Regions from separate parts of the Sus scrofa genome. Here region 2 is linked to region 1. The links are chromatin contacts, called in public HiChIP or PLAC-seq maps. All regions are on one chromosome and are shown on one strand. Each heading gives the region's core, a stretch centred on a gene start, on an enhancer-like site or on the middle of the called end of the contact. The rest is flanking DNA. Distances are from core to core; before and after follow the strand shown.

Region 1 (2,850 bases), core at 147-2,646:
TTTAGAATGGACCTGGGACAGTGAGATGGTTTTCTATGCCTCTGTATTTCTGAGATGGTTTTCTATGCCTCTATGGTACTGGTAACAAGTAGCTTTTGCTCTGGTTGCTTTCTGAGTGCATTTTGCTTTTCCTCCAGTCCTGGGCCCCCATCTTGAACCTCCCAGACCCCTCTCCCTAATCACATCCTCTTCCATCATTGTCTCTCCTCTTTCAGCCCCTGAATCTTTATCTCCTCTGGAGTGCAGTAACCTGGCTCTCTTTTGGTCTTTCTAGTTAGTGTTTATGGCATAAACTTTACATCTCAAATTCCTTCAGTGCCTTGCCTTTTTATTTCTTACCCAATTCCCCAAACTGTGTTTTTGAATTTAAAAAAAAATCACTCTTCCTTGCAAAATAACCTGGTTCTTGCAAGGAAAGCTTTAGCATTCAAACTTTTCCCTCTGCTATCAGTTTCACAAATCTACTTTAAAATTTAAAAACTGAACACTATTTGTTTCTCTTCTCATTCTCTTTTCATTCCTGTTACAATAAGACTACCTTCCAGCGAGAAAGCAAGCCATTTGTTATGGAGTGATGGGTTCATCAAGATTTTGTGGGGCTCGTGGAGTCACCTGTGCCAGAAGACATGGCAGCATTAAGGCAAGCTTCTGCTCCCATCAGTTGGTGTCATACAAATCTGGACTTTCCACAGAGCAAGTCCCAGATGTAACTATGCTCCAGCTGCTTCGACAGGACTCTCGTGTGTGTGTGTGTGTGTGTGTGTGTGTGTGTGTGTGTGTATGTGTGCGCGCGCGCACGTGTGCGTGAAGGTAGGTGGGCAGTGCCCACATCAGCTAGATAGAGGCCACTTAGGCACCCACAAATGGCCCCTGCAAGAAACATAATGTGAATATACAGAATATACATGTAAAGCATCAGGAACAGGAGGTACGGAATGATAAGCATCATTGCCTAAGTCGCAATATTGTGTCCCTTTCTCTGAACACTCCGTATCCCTATTTTGACTCTAGAAAAGCCAGAATATATGGTGGAGGGGAGAGAGGGAGAGGAGAAGAGCAGACAGTCCAGCATTTTGCTACAGCATCCCGGACTCAGGTTGAGCCTGAAACATGCTGGAGGAAGAAGAGAAGAGACACTTTAAATGAGATGTGAGATTAACATTTCAAATTTAACCACATCTTTTACTACCTGGAAATGAGTCATAATTACTGAAATGACTAGAAATTTACTGGAGCTACCTGAAGTGTCACTTAGATATGGGGATGGAGGATCTGATGTGTTGAAAGGCTGAGTTTCCTGTTTGTTTCTTAATACTTTCAGCCCTCTCAGTAGACTGGTTACACATATGTTGATTCTCACTTAGTCATACAGTGACTAACAGCAATCAATACTGCATCACAAGAGCAAGAGAGCCATAAGGCAGAGGATCCCAGGCAGAGCATGGAGAAGCTCATATTCCCCAGCCTACAGAGAGAGGTGCACAAGCTGGTCTGCCTGTCTATTGCATCTATGCCTGGAGCCCAGAGCTCTCTTTCTCCTTGTCCTCCTCAAGCCCCACCCTGAATCTGTCAAATTTTCCATTTCTTTTCTTTCTCATCCCATGTTTTCTGGTTTCTCTTACAAGATCATCCTCACCATCACCTAGGCTTGACCTTGATTTTGATACCCCTCATAGCTTTATCATTCATGTTTAATAGGCAAGAAGCCTATAATCTACCTGTGCAACAGTCCCCCAACACTCAAAAGGTTCAAGCCTTTACTACTCCGAATTGAACCGTTTATTGATTTATTCACAAATGTAGGAAGGCGTATGATAAACCATTCTGTTAGATAAGCAATGCTCCTTGCTTTCTGGGCCCTCATGGTTTACATAATGGTGGACTAGCAAGTCATCATAATGCAGTGTGAGGCATGAGATAGCAGAGACCTAGTCAGGGGCTATGGAGTCTGGTGAGGGGAATAGCTACTTGCTTAGCAGAACAGAGAATACTCATCGTAGGAGGGACATTTTAACTGGTCTTTAAGAATGAAATACAGGAAAGTGAAAAACAAGGGGAAAAATAAGCCAGCAGGAAGCCATCAAGTAGAGAGAGACCATTCACAAAAGACAGGGGAGGGTGTGGGTGGGAATGTAAGCTGGTGTAACCACTGTATGTGGAGGACAGTATGGAGGTTCCTTAAAAAAACTAAATATAGAACTACCATATGATCCAGCAATACCACTCCTGGGCATATATCTGGAGAAAATCATAATTTGAAAAGGTACAGTACCCCAATGTTCATGGCAGCGTGCCTTACAATAGCCAAGACATGGAGTCAACCTAAGTGCCCATCCACAGAGGGTTGGACAAAGAAGATGTGATACATATATATGATGGAATATTACTCAGCCATAAAAAAGCATGCAATAATGCCATTTGCAACAATATGGATGGACATAGAGATTATCATACTACTTAGTGTAAACCAGATAGAGAAAGATAAATATAATATAAAATAACTAGTAGGTGAACTCTAATTGAAATGGTACAATAGAACTTAGAAAACAGAAACAGATTTAAGGACTTCAAAGCCAAACTTCGGTTTGCCAAACTTCGGTTTAACAAAGTTGTTTTTTTTTTCTTCAAAGTCTATGAGTTTGTTTCTGTTTTGTAAATAAGTTCATTTGTATCATATTTAGAGTCCACATATAAATTATCTTATATGGTATTTGCCTTTCTCTGTCTGACTTCATTCTTTTTATGGCTGAATAGTACTCCATTGCATATATGCACCACATCTTCTTTATCCATTCCTCTATCGAGAGTATTTCTTTTGACTAGATTCCCAGGAACAAAATGCTAAATATC
Region 2 (2,941 bases), core at 216-2,715, 1.9 Mb after region 1:
CACCCATATTGATGAACATGAAAATACACAGAAGTTTAAAGAAAAAGGTACCATAAATTGTAGGCGTGCACAGTGTGTTTTATGGTCATCAACCTGCTCAACTGAATCATATCTGTCTGAGCTTAGCAGCTTAGAATTCATTCCACAGCTTGCAGTGCTGACATGGATATGATAAGGCAGAAGAACAGAAACACCACTCTGAAGTAACCTAACTGAACTGCACATGTTCTGACCCTTTTTGTCCTCCCTAGAGCTTTGGCTACCTGGCAAATGCAACTCTAAAACTGCACTTGTATCTCCAGATCTTTGCTGTTAGCCAAGCAGAAACCGCTTTCTCCCTGGGACTGGCAGCCAGAGAGGTGTTCTCTGAGGAAGACTCCTAAATGAGTATGTGAGCTGAACTCTTACTGAACTGAATTAATTATTAACGATGCAGATGGAGCTGTCCAAATGATAAGAACAGCTCCTGACGTGTCATGATCCAAGCTTTCATTAAACCATTTCAGGCATACTAATGGTTTCCCACTGCTCATTACTTACAAGCACTTTTCTCATAGATATAATCACTCTAGCGCCTGTAGGCAAGACATTCTATAGAAATACAGAGCTAGGAAGTTTTATCTTCCAGAACTTGTTTTTCCCTTCATTGAGAAGTATTTAAAAAGTACACTTATTTCACACTTCTAAGTTAAATGATTTCAATTCAGAAAAGTTGGAAATACAAACTATGCTTTCTAGGAATATCAATAGGTAATTTTTGTTACAAGAATACTCCTTAAAAGAGACAATATGATAGAATTTATATTATTAAGATTTGTGTCTGAACTGACTTTTAAATGACCTATATCACCATAAGGATATATGTACATAAATATAATAATACTCAATAAACAGTACTACACAATCATGTACCTCACTTTAGGTCACATTGGAGATAATGTTTTACTCTTGCATACCACTCCTTGTTTTTCTGTGTTGGGACTGGGACAATTAGAGGGCAAAGCAATTGCAAACGAATCACTCCCAGGATCTGTACTGTGATTGCTACCTGCTGTTCTATTTTGTTTTGTTAAAAGTTGGGAAGACTGTTCCCCCAAAGCCCTTCACATCTTAACCTAAATGATTTGGTACTGGATAATAATGACAAGACTAAACAAATAATAGTGCGTTCTCCCTATAAATAGGCACGTTAATAAAACATCCTTTACCTCTTACTCAAAGTTCAGTACATATAAACATTAACTCCCTTGCCAAGTGAAATGTTTTTTAATACTCTAAAGTCAGTATTTATCTTCAGAGATAGAAAATAAGCAAACTGCAGTGCTAGAGAAGCATAGCTCAAATATCCCTAAACTAGTCTTCATAATTTTCAAAGTATCAACATATTTGGCCAAGGGCTCAGGGTAAAAAGAAGCCTGTATCTTTAAGGATCATACCCCTTCAAGTCAGCTGTTTGTGATTTAATGCAAAATAAGCTTAGGCTATGTTAACACAGAAGTAAACCAAGAGCAAAAACTGGGGCAATCATCTGGATTGACTAATTCTGATGGGAAATCAGTTTTTCTAGGAATTGGTTTGACTCATACAGGCATTCATCTCAAGTTTTCATTTTGTTTTGTATTAGTAATTGTGTAAAATAATTCCTTTTAATAACAAAAGTATGTACACTTGAAGTAGTTTTTAAGTTTCTTTGAACTACTAAAATTTTTCACTTAATTTTATTGAAACACTAGTTAACCACAGAAATATCCTATTAAGTTGATATGTTAAACTTTTTTAAAGAAAAAATATCCTTAATAGGAATAAACAGGTACAGGCAATATACAAACTTCTTTGTTTTATTTTCAATCTTATAATTGCCAATAACACTTATCTGTAAAAGCATGATGCTACAACTGAGTGAAAAATTTTAAATACTAAAATTCAAGTATCTTAGCTATTTTTTAAAAATTTTACATATATTTCAAATATTTAACTAGCAATAATTTAAAAAATAACTTGTCATTATACTTAACTTGTATCAAATTTATTTTAAAATAAAATTTTTTAGAAACCAGTATTTTTTGGGGTATTTAAAATCACAGAAAAGTAGTCTTATTTCTAATGAGTTCAAAGCTTACTTAACATTCAGTTATTACTCTAAGCTTAAAAAAAATTTTTTGTGCCTTAAAAAGAATTTAGGATGGTGGACATTTATTTAAAAGTACTAAATTACTATGTGGAAATTAAGATCGTAAATACTAAGCTAATGTTCTTTCACTTCTACATTCATTAATTCATAAATGCAATAAACCTTGGTAGAGAGCTGATATTATAGATTTTGATGATAATTATATAATGTATAAAATATTCTAATTTTATGCTATAAGCTAGACATGTTTACAAATCTTTGAATACATAGGTAAATTAACAGTAAAATAAATTATCTCTATTTCCAGTCTTAAAATGCAGGGAAAATAGAGACTGCTTACCAGAATAATGAAGGTGACAGGGCCAATGAAACTCCATATAAAATAGTTATCAACATGAAGCCAGCAACTATTATGTAAAGAAAAGAATATGTATTAAGTAAGCTTCAATGGATCCTCAACATCACAAGGAAAACAGAATTTTATTTATTTATTTATTTATTTATTTATTTATGTCTTTTTGCCTTTTCTAGCACCACTCCCACGGCATATGGAGGTTCCCAGGCTAGGGGTCTAATCGGAGCTATAACTGCCGGCCTACGCCAGAGCCACAGCAATGCCAGATCCGAGCTGTGTCTGCGACCTACACCACAGCTCATGGCAACGCCGGATCCTTAACCCACTGAGGAAGGGCAGAGATCGAACCCACAACCTCATGGTTCCTAGTTGGATTCGTTAACCACTGAGTCACGATGGGAACTCTGGAAAATAGAATTTTAAAAACCTAACAAACCGAACTATCTTTACATTTG

Evidence for each region. HiChIP or PLAC-seq counts read pairs in DNA pulled down with a chosen protein or histone mark.
Region 2: an H3K27ac HiChIP or PLAC-seq map of alveolar macrophages shows a contact between it and region 1. The contact joins two enhancer-like sites. A contact is called at or near these places in 1 of 47 Hi-C or Micro-C datasets (embryonic fibroblasts) and 1 of 2 datasets of contacts at active chromatin or transcription factors (alveolar macrophages).

The regions. Positions count from the first base shown.
Region 1 is chr6:129,886,740-129,889,589 of Sscrofa11.1, forward strand. No RefSeq gene overlaps it. Among named protein-coding and RNA genes, the nearest start is that of TTLL7, 180 kb to the left of the region's middle. Within about 2 kb of position 1,397, at least 1 of the 83 cell types and tissues checked has an H3K27ac peak or open chromatin away from gene starts, as enhancers often do. A contact at or near this core is called in alveolar macrophages, where this site is marked.
Region 2 is chr6:131,745,491-131,748,431 of Sscrofa11.1, forward strand. It overlaps ADGRL2 (adhesion G protein-coupled receptor L2), which reads right to left. Exons shown (of 27, transcript XM_021096387.1): 21 at 2,472-2,538. Among named protein-coding and RNA genes, the nearest start is that of ADGRL2, 620 kb to the right of the region's middle. Within about 2 kb of position 1,466, at least 1 of the 83 cell types and tissues checked has an H3K27ac peak or open chromatin away from gene starts, as enhancers often do. A contact at or near this core is called in alveolar macrophages, where this site is marked.